Regions from separate parts of the Sus scrofa genome. Here region 2 is linked to region 1. The links are chromatin contacts, called in public HiChIP or PLAC-seq maps. All regions are on one chromosome and are shown on one strand. Each heading gives the region's core, a stretch centred on a gene start, on an enhancer-like site or on the middle of the called end of the contact. The rest is flanking DNA. Distances are from core to core; before and after follow the strand shown.

Region 1 (4,690 bases), core at 687-3,186:
GCAGATGCAAACTATTATATAGAGAACGGATAGACCACAAAATCCTACTGCAGAGCACAGGGAACTATATTCAATATCCTGGGATGAACCATTGTGGAAAAGAATATGCAAAAAAAGTAACCCCAAGAAAATGGCATCAAACCATGCCCACTGTAAATTACACATGTCACTTCACATCCAACTGCCCCAGAAATACAATTGGAAACTTGACCCAGTCCTCCTCCTGACTTCAGGTCTTTCTCTAACCCCACTGAGGACTCCCAATGCATGAAAGATCTCAAATATAGCAAGGGACACAAAAGATGGCGCTCTTTGGCAGGTGTCTGATTGGCTCCAGAGGAAAGATGCTAAACAGCCCGGCTCAGAGTTCACGTCAATGAGGGGGAGGAGGGCAGGGCAGGGACATCCGCAGGGCCTGGGTTTCTGGCAGGCAGCTGGGCTTTGGGAACAGTGGGGCTCTCTACTCAAAGCCCTGGGAAACGTGCAGCCTATGGAAGCAGCAGGCTTTCTGCAGAGCCAAGGTGCTGGCCCACCTGTGAGCTTCTGACCTCACTGTGCCGCCACCCATGGAGGGATGCTGTGTGGAGTCTCCAGGGAGCGGCAGCCTCCTAAGCACTATAAAAATGTCAGCAGACATGAACTGATTAATATCACGCACTGGGATGGACTTTTCCAAAAAAAAAGATTATAAAGCAGTTGAGCTATTGTAGAGCTGAGGGCATTAGGAAAAGTTGACTGTCTTACCCTGGGCCCAGTCAAGTGGTGAATCAGTCAGGGACAAGGCTGAGGTTTTTGTTTCTGTAAAGCCTGTTTCCTTCGATTAAAAAAGTTATGGATGCACCAGGCACAAAAGGACCCATGTGGCATGATTCCACTTGTAGGGGTAACTCGAGGAGTCCAGCTCAGAGAGACAGAAAGCAGCATGGTGGTTGCCAGGATGAGAAGGGAGAGCTGGTGTCTCATGGGGACAGAGTTTCAGTTTGGGAAGATGACAAAGTTCTAGAAATGGATGGTGATGGTAGTTGCACAATAACGTGAATGAAAACGTCCCTGAAAAATGGCTAAAACGGTTGTTATGTTATGTCTCCTTTATCACCATAATAATAATAATAATAATAAAAGCTATGGAACTATTCGTTGTGAATCTCTGCTTAGATTATTTGAAGAGTAATTTGGTCTCATTTAGCCTTTTCTGTGCATGCACAGGAATGCAGGATCCAAGCTGCATCTGTGACCTACACAAAACGCTGGATACTTAACCCACTGAGTGAGGCGAAGATCAAACCCACAACCTCATGGATACGAGTCAACCTGCTGAGGAACAAAGGGAACTCCCTGGCCTCTTTTCAAGGCATTAGACTTTGAGATTCCCAAGGGCAGGGACCATTTATAATTTGCCTTTTTAGACCAAAAGCACTAGTACAAAGCCTTACATAGCATAATGCTGGATAAATACTATTTGAATGGAAAAAAATGAATGAACGAATAGGCCCAGAATTCCCTCATTGGCAAAGGCCATGCCACTGAACCATCTTTTTTTCTAAAAAACACATTCACAGAATAGTAACAACAAAACCACTGAGCATCATTAAGTGTTTTGCCTTCAGAGCAAATAAGGTTTTCAAACCAAAAAGCAACAATAAAAAAATTAACTGTACTTCGATAAATGTTTCTAAAAATAGTAAAAGCAAAACACGCAACAACAACAACAAAAGTTAAGTGCATATATCTATTCATATTGAAAGTTTCCTGCCTAAATTCCCCAGACACCCCCCCTCACTTTAATAGGAAGTAAGAGTGATGAATGAATGAACAAATGAATGAATTTCCTTCCTGGTCCGCAGGGCTATATTTTTCCTGTCTGGCTATCAGAACAGTCCATGCAGTGAGCCTTGCAGGTCCCTGGAGAGGTTCAGGAACCAACTAGAGTCCTTCCAGCTCAGACATCCCTTTCCTGGGTAGCGCCCTTCTCCAGGCTGAGACAGGAAATGATCTCCAGCTGCCCTCCCTGCTGACTCAGCCGCAAAGCCTTTTACAGTAATCTGACTTCACTTCTCTGGAGCTTCTTTGGGCAAAGACTTTCTCATTTTCTGTAAAGCAGATCATTAAGGGGCAGAAAATTCAATGACAAAAGGAAGGAAGCACAGAGAGAAATCCTTGCATTTTTTGAAGCTAGAGCACAAGCGTGGCCCAGGGATGTGAAATGCCTTTCTCCCTCTGTTTTCCCTTCAGTGCTGAGCAACCCTCCCAGCGTCCTCAAATTCCCAAGATCTGTTTAAACATCTCACATGTTCCTTCTAAATAAATCCAGCCATTTGTGCACGCCAGTCATTTTTAGCAAAGAGTACATTAGCTGTTTTCTTTTGCAGAACAAAATCAAAGTCTCATCTAACTAACAGCCATATATAAAAAGGAGGAGTACTTTCTGATCAGCACAACAGAACTGCCATGAATTTAGTCAGGGCTCCTGGCCTCCTCCAAAAGATGTTTCTAACATCGAAAGAGATCTCAAAATATGTAATCCATAGTGAGAAGGCTTTTTCTGAGCTCAGAAATGCAGAATGACAGGAACTATCATTTGTAGCAATATCATAAAGGAGAATCTGAAAAACCTCCGGCCACAAAATACCTAGATATGCCTACAAAAATAACAAACACAGTTTTAATAGCACAGCTGAGATCAGCAAAGGAAATCCCTGAGACCAGAGCAGGCTGAACAGCAGGGCAGGTGCTGACACTTTGGCTGTCTGGGCACTTGGAGCTCTGGCAGGGAAAAAAAGTCACCTTGAGTTTCATAACCACAGGCCACACTTCACACAGGTTTGAATTTAAATGTATTCACCTGCATGGTCTAGAAATCAATTAAGTAACATAAAAAGAGTTCTAATCTCATAATATCATAGGGGAAGTTGCTAAAGAAATTGAAAAACTTCTCTATAGAAACAGATCCTCAACCTCGGCCACACAAGATCCTGAGAGTGAGCATTTTTTAAAATTAGGAGCTCACAGTCAAAAACTATAAAATGCTTTAAAATGCTTTAGGAGACAAGAGCAAGAGTCCACACAGAACCAAAGTAACACACACAATAGGCGACATGGATATTGAACCACAGGCTCCCCAAGAACATCAGATAATGAAACTATCAAGAAAAAAAAATATGGTCAAGATAATTAAAATGCAAAAGGAGAAGTCAAAATTATGAATAATACTATCAGACTCTTTTTCAAAGACCAAATATATTTGAAAAAAAGACTAAATATAAGTCTAGAAATGAAATGTGTATCATTAAAAGAAAAAGCTCAGCCAGTGGGTTTAAAGATCAGATGAGACAGCTGAAGAGAGAATTGGAGATCCAGAAAATTATTTGGAAGGAGATTACCTAGAGTGCAGCACCCAAAGATAAAGTGGTTTTAAAAATGAAAAGAAGACATGAAAAGTTCTAGCATCTACCACACTGGACCTCCAGAGAGAAAAAAAACAGGGCAAGAGGTAATATTTTAAAAGGTAGTGGCTGGGAATTTTCTAAAATGGGATGAAAATCAGATCCAGGAAGCAAAATTAGGTCAAAACAAGATACATAAAAATAGATACATTGTAAGAAAAAACTGCCAAAGGCAAAATAAATCAGTGGGGAAAATAGTTTGACAACAGAAACAAGAGTTAACCTGACAGGAGACTTTCGGGGGGGGCTGTACCCACGGCATGGGGAAGTTCCAGGGCCAGGGATGGAACCCACACCACAGCAATGACAAAGATCCTTAACCCACTGAGCCACCAGGAAGCTCTGACAGCAGACTTTTTGATAGCAACAACAGAAACCAGAGGTCAGTGGAAGATTTCAAAGCACTGAGAGAGATAGAATAATCTTGGTTTGCAAGTTAAAAATAGCTAAGAAACAAATGAAGGCTAAGTCACAGATCATGCCTAGGCTTAGTCATAAGAATTTATTTATGTAGAAATAACAGATTTCATGGAGGCAAGCTCTTGGTCCAATGCTCTGCTGTCACTCACTTGAAAATTTTAATAACTATTGAGCAAGGATCCCTGCAGTTCTATTTTTCACTAGATTCTATGAATTATGTTGTTGGTTATGTATGCAGGCCCTGAGGACCCAGTACCACTCAGAAGCAAGCAAGCAAGCAGCATTCTATACAACATGTGATCAAGCCCATTAAGACAAAGCAAAATCTAGGTCTTGTAGCTTGAAAGACAAAAAGAAGAATTTATGCAAATATATTTGACAGGGTTTATCAACTTCAAGGCCTCGAGTCTCTTGCAGGTGGGGAGGGGAGGGAGGACCTGTACCAGGAAGAAGTGAGAGAGCCGCCAAAAAGCAAACACCTGTTAAGCCAGGGAACTTGCACAATGCACCAAGGAACTGAACAAAAGAAGAGGAGTGGGGGAGTTCCCGTCGTGGCGCAGTGGTTAACGAATCCGACTAGGAACCATGAGGTTGCGGGTTCGGTCCCTGCCCTTGCTCAGTGGGTTAACGATCCGGTGTTGCCATGAGCTGTGGTGTAGGTTGCAGACGCGGCTCGGATCCCGAGTTGCTGTGGCTCTGGCGTAGGCCAGTGGCTACAGCTCTGATTCGACCCCTAGCCTGGGAACCTCCATATGCCGCGGGAGCGGCCCAAAGAAATAGCAAAAAGACAAAAAAAAAAAAAAAAAAAAAAGAGGAGTGGATAGGGT
Region 2 (4,693 bases), core at 1,044-3,543, 110 kb before region 1:
GCACCCACAGCTTATTGAAATTCATACAAATGCATCTTCTTCGGCCTTCTCGGGGCTGCTCCCGCTTTCTCTGGGCACTGCAGAAATAAATGAGGGCAAGGTCACAACGCAGAATCCCTGCCAAGTTAAATGCATTGGATGGCGCGACTGTCCATCTGAAGTCAATGGGCGAGAATCTAATTTCCAAACCCCTGATCCAAAATGATGCAGCTCAGGATCGAATCCTTTTCTGGTGGTTGGCTGCCAACATTTGTTCAGTTTCTGAAAAGTCTATGTCCAATTGGTTGTTTTAAATCTCCCAGAGCTGGGAGGGTGGGGGTGGTTGGAGAGACCTGGGAACAGAAAACCACACAAAATCCCATTTCAAAGCTGCAAATCAGAGCCAATCGCCATCATGATCTGCTTACCCATGACAGTCTCAACTGCAGCGTTTTAGAGAGGAAAGGAAGCTTTCCCCACCCCTGAAGGTGAGTCCAACAAGCTGAGCAGGACTGGGCTGAGGGGCATGTGTCAAGAGAGAAAGTGGTTGAGTTGAAACTCAAGGGGCCCAACGAAAGTATTTGGAAAGCAGTGTCCCCTTTCACAAACCTGCCAGGGACTGGAGGGCCCTGTCTGTGATGCCACCAGACCCCAGCTCAGTGCCCACCTCCCCAAGTCAGTCCAGAGCACCATCACTCCATTTGGGCAGGAAAAGAATGATTTTGTGAAATCCCGGAGCCCCATCTGTATGATGACACTCGTCCAGTGGGAGGATGGCCTTTCCTGACATAAATGGGATCACTCCAAATCTAGAGAGTCTGTATCCCCAGGGCTTCTCTGCTGAAGAACGTGCAAGGGGCTGAAAAGTGTCAAAGCTACCTCTTTGCCTTAAAGCTGCAAAAGAAGCAAACCCCAAGACATCCTAGTTGAACTTGAACTTAAATTCACCTAGTAGAAGGTGAATTTCTATTTTAGGTAGTCCTTGAGAAGTCACCAGAAATCCAGAAAAGAATTTGCTCTGAGATGCCTCTTAAAAGATTTCATTCAAAGTGGACCAAAAAAAAGGAAAAAAGGTGGCAAATACTCAAAAGAGGGCCACTGACCGACCCAAGGAGAACAGAGGCGTCTAGCCACAGTCCATGTCCCAGTAGGTCTCTCTATGTCCATTAAACAATCAGAGGAGGGGAGCCTCCTCAGAAGCCCTCAAGCATCCCTGCCCCCTCCAGGTGGAGGCACCTCCTGCAGCCCTTGGACGCTGACGAGTGTCTGCTGGTGGAAAGCTGTCCGCACCCAGCACGGCCATAAATGAGTCCATTTCCATCGCCATGAGATCAATACTACTCATTTTTCTCTTGCTGGCTCCCGAGTGATTCATGAATCTGAAAACTAGTTCATGAATCAGAGTGAGGTGGGGGGGCGGGGGCCCATTTGTGCAGTCGGAGAACCTCCATTCCTTTCATGAACCCAGCCGTTAGTTGCATAATGCTTGCCTGCCTGCTGGTTGAAACCAGCCTTGGGGGAGGGGCGGGGGAGACGCTCTTGGCTTCTACTTACTCACCTGGTCTCCTGCTTGCAAGGAAAAGAGTGACCCTGGGTGCTGATTGCGTGTCCGTCTGTCTCAGTGGGTATCTCTGTACCCTTTGTTTGCGTGGCTGTGGGTGTGTGTGCAGGTGCTCGCACGTGTGCAATGGTCTTTGTGCACACATTTTGTGTGTGTGTGTGTGTGTGTGTGTGTGTGTGTGAACGAGCAACATATGACCGGCCTCGGGCCCTTTAAACCTGAATGGGAGCCAAATTCATTTCTCAGCGGAGCTTCATAAGGAAGCACAAGACGAGGCAGTTGGAAACCACAGCCCTGCGAGTGCTGATTACAGCCTGCTAAGGAAAATGAGATTTTTATCTCACAGGAATTCAGTTATAAAAATAAAATACAACGTCTGGCTTGATTCAGCGAAATGTACGAGCACCAGGGCATTTTTAATTTTGCAGGGATGCCGGACAAGGGGAATGACCTAAAACATTGCGTTTAAAGCGAGGCAGAGGCGCGGGGAGCGGCCACAGGAAGGAAGTGGGAGTGGAGGTGTGTGTGAGAGAGAGATGGAGGGAGCGAGGGAGGGCGGGAGGTGGAGAGAGAGGGAGAAAAACCACCCTGCTGGCAAATGAATGCAGCGGGGATGATGTCATTGGAACAGTTGGAGGAGAGGGAGAAAAACAACTCGGCGCTGGGCTAATCCTGTTTGCTGCCCTGAAGGGAATGGATGGCGGCCAAGGCAGGGGGTTCTGGGAAACCATATAAGGGTGCCAAGCAGGCTTTGCCGTCAACATTAGGAACTGACAGCTTTGTTCTTTGTAACTTGGCTGCCCGCCAGAGGCCTCATTTCAGCTCTGCGGCATGATTACCCTGGACGGCCGCCAGCCCCGCGCTGAGAGCTCCTTTTCTTCTCTCCCAGCTTTTTTTTTTTTTTTTTTTTTTTTCTTTCCTCTTTCCCTTTGCCAAACATGCAGCAGTTACCATGGCAGTCGAAAGTAAAGTTTCAAAAAAAAAAAAAAAGCCACACACAACAAAGTCGAGAGGCATGCCTGGGCCCAGAGGTGCCACGGGAGCAGAGGAGCAGATAGAAAAGGCAGGTCACCTATTCATCAGTCCTCCGACGGAAGGAGCAAACACGGAGCGCTGGCTGTCAAGCTCCGGGAGGTGACTCCAGGATAAACAGAGAGGGCCTGGCCCGGCTGTTGACAGAGAGGGGCTGGCTCCCAGGCCTTGTTTTCCTTCTCTTTCTCTCTCTCTTTTCCTGAGGCATTGTGGAGTGCGTAATGTGAAACGGAAAATGTCATGATTTCCACTGGGAATGCATCCACAGTTCTGAGAAAGCTCCAGAAAGCCTGGCCCGCCAAACACTAAAGGGAGCAGGAAGGCAGGGAGAGGGTGTGGACCGTCCCAGCGGCCCCCGGTCACCGAGGTGAACCCAGGGAGCAAAAGCTGCTCAGTGGCCACAGCCCAAGGGCCCTGTGGGCGGCTGGGACACAGACAAGCGGTGACTCCTGGCTGGACTGTGCTGGGGTGCCACACCAGAGCGTACTGGCAGGGGGAGGTGGTGGTGGTGATGGTTCAGTGCAGCGGGAACCAGGCCCACCCAGTCCCAGAGGGAACCTGAGGCCAGGGACGGAGGAGCGCCAGTGGTTTTGCTTTATAAGGGGGACTCTGTGAAGAGTCCAGCCAGCTATTTTTAACAGGGTTCCTGTCTCACCTGCTTGGAAAGTGGAACATCTCCTGGGAGGTGACACATGGTGACCACAGGCAAGTCTCCAGACCGAGAGCTGGCAGGTGACGTAGAAGCGGGGTCTGGGTTGCTGGCTCCCCTCACTGTATAAATTGACACTCCTAGCCCTGGGTGCAGCAGGATGCTGGGAAGGGCCTCTTCTCGTTCTAGAAGTTTCTGCAGCAGGGGCGAACCGGGCCGTTTTGTTGGAGGAAGGCCAGGCTCTGGCAGGGACTGCTCTCCCAGGCCCGCAGCGGCCTCACTGTGAAACGTTTCCTTCTGATGGACCACGCGGGCCCTCTGAGAGGGGTCATGGCCCCTCAGGAGTGTGCGTGCTCACTGCCCCGTCCTGGGCTGGAAGTGGTGGTGTCAGGGAGGAAAGAGCCAAGGGTGCATCAGGGGAGAAGTCAGCAGGAGGACCGCAGCAGCCCCCCTCTCCCTTTATTTTTCAGGGCTGCACATGCAGCATATGGAAGTTCCCAGGCTAGGGGTCGAATCGGAGCTCCATCCGCCGACCCACAGCACCATGCAGCAATGCCAGATCCGAGCTGCATCTGCAACCTACATCGCCCCTCACGGCAACACCAGAGATTCTCCACCTGCTGAACAAGGCCGGGGATCAAACTTGTGCCCTCATGGATACTAGTCAGATTCTTAATCTGCTGAGCCACAAGGGCAACTCCTGTCCCCTAGCCTTAACTGGTGACTCAGAATCAGGAGAGTGGCCCTGATGGGGGCCAGGGTGCCATGGATTTTGCAGTTGCCACCCCATGCAGGACCTGGCTGGGCCACGTCCCTGTGTTCTGAGCTGACTTGAAGGAAAATGCTCCCTGGCGAGTTTCTAGAAACAGCACTGAGTCAGACGGCTCCCTGTCCATTTTGGCATAAGAGAGACTGAGGTCACAGTAATGGTGTGTCTGAGCCTATGAAACCTCACAGCCTTCTGACCCTGGGCGCTCATCTTCCTTCCTGGAGGGGCAGCCTGCAAAGCCACTTCTGGCCAGGATGTCTGAAGCTGCCATGGCACTTTGGATAAGGGTGGAAATCTGACTCTCTGGGCCTTTGTTTTCAGAGATCCAGCCTTGTCTTCCGCAGTCCTGAAGTGGAGAAGGGCGAGTGGTGGGGGGAACAGTCTCTTCCCTCCTGGGGTGGGGGAACCAGAGGGCTCCTGGACATCCCTCCAGCATTGCGGGTTGGCGGGTAACCATGAAATGGAGGATTTGCCCTCCCAGGGCCTCCTCTTGCCTCTGGATCCATGAATTTGACATTGCATGTATGAAACAGCAGAAAAACCATTACCTTCACTTATAGATTAATGTAGCTTGCCTATTGGGTTTGTCAGGCAGACAGAAAAGGAGGATCCTAGGGGATTTTTCTTTCCTGAGAAACCAAGAGAAAGCAAAAACAGCGCTGCATGTGTGCACTTGTGCGTGTGTGTTGGGGAGAGGAGGGGG

Evidence for each region. HiChIP or PLAC-seq counts read pairs in DNA pulled down with a chosen protein or histone mark.
Region 2: an H3K27ac HiChIP or PLAC-seq map of skeletal muscle shows a contact between it and region 1. The contact joins two enhancer-like sites. A contact is called at or near these places in 3 of 47 Hi-C or Micro-C datasets (alveolar macrophages, embryonic fibroblasts and retroperitoneal adipose tissue) and 2 of 2 datasets of contacts at active chromatin or transcription factors (alveolar macrophages and skeletal muscle).

What each region holds. Positions count from the first base shown.
Region 1 is chr14:56,338,332-56,343,021 of Sscrofa11.1, reverse strand. No RefSeq gene overlaps it. Among named protein-coding and RNA genes, the nearest start is that of IRF2BP2, 210 kb to the left of the region's middle. Within about 2 kb of position 1,936, at least 28 of the 83 cell types and tissues checked have an H3K27ac peak or open chromatin away from gene starts, as enhancers often do. A contact at or near this core is called in alveolar macrophages, retroperitoneal adipose tissue and skeletal muscle, where this site is marked.
Region 2 is chr14:56,450,516-56,455,208 of Sscrofa11.1, reverse strand. No RefSeq gene overlaps it. Among named protein-coding and RNA genes, the nearest start is that of IRF2BP2, 93 kb to the left of the region's middle. Within about 2 kb of position 2,293, at least 76 of the 83 cell types and tissues checked have an H3K27ac peak or open chromatin away from gene starts, as enhancers often do. A contact at or near this core is called in alveolar macrophages, retroperitoneal adipose tissue and skeletal muscle, where this site is marked.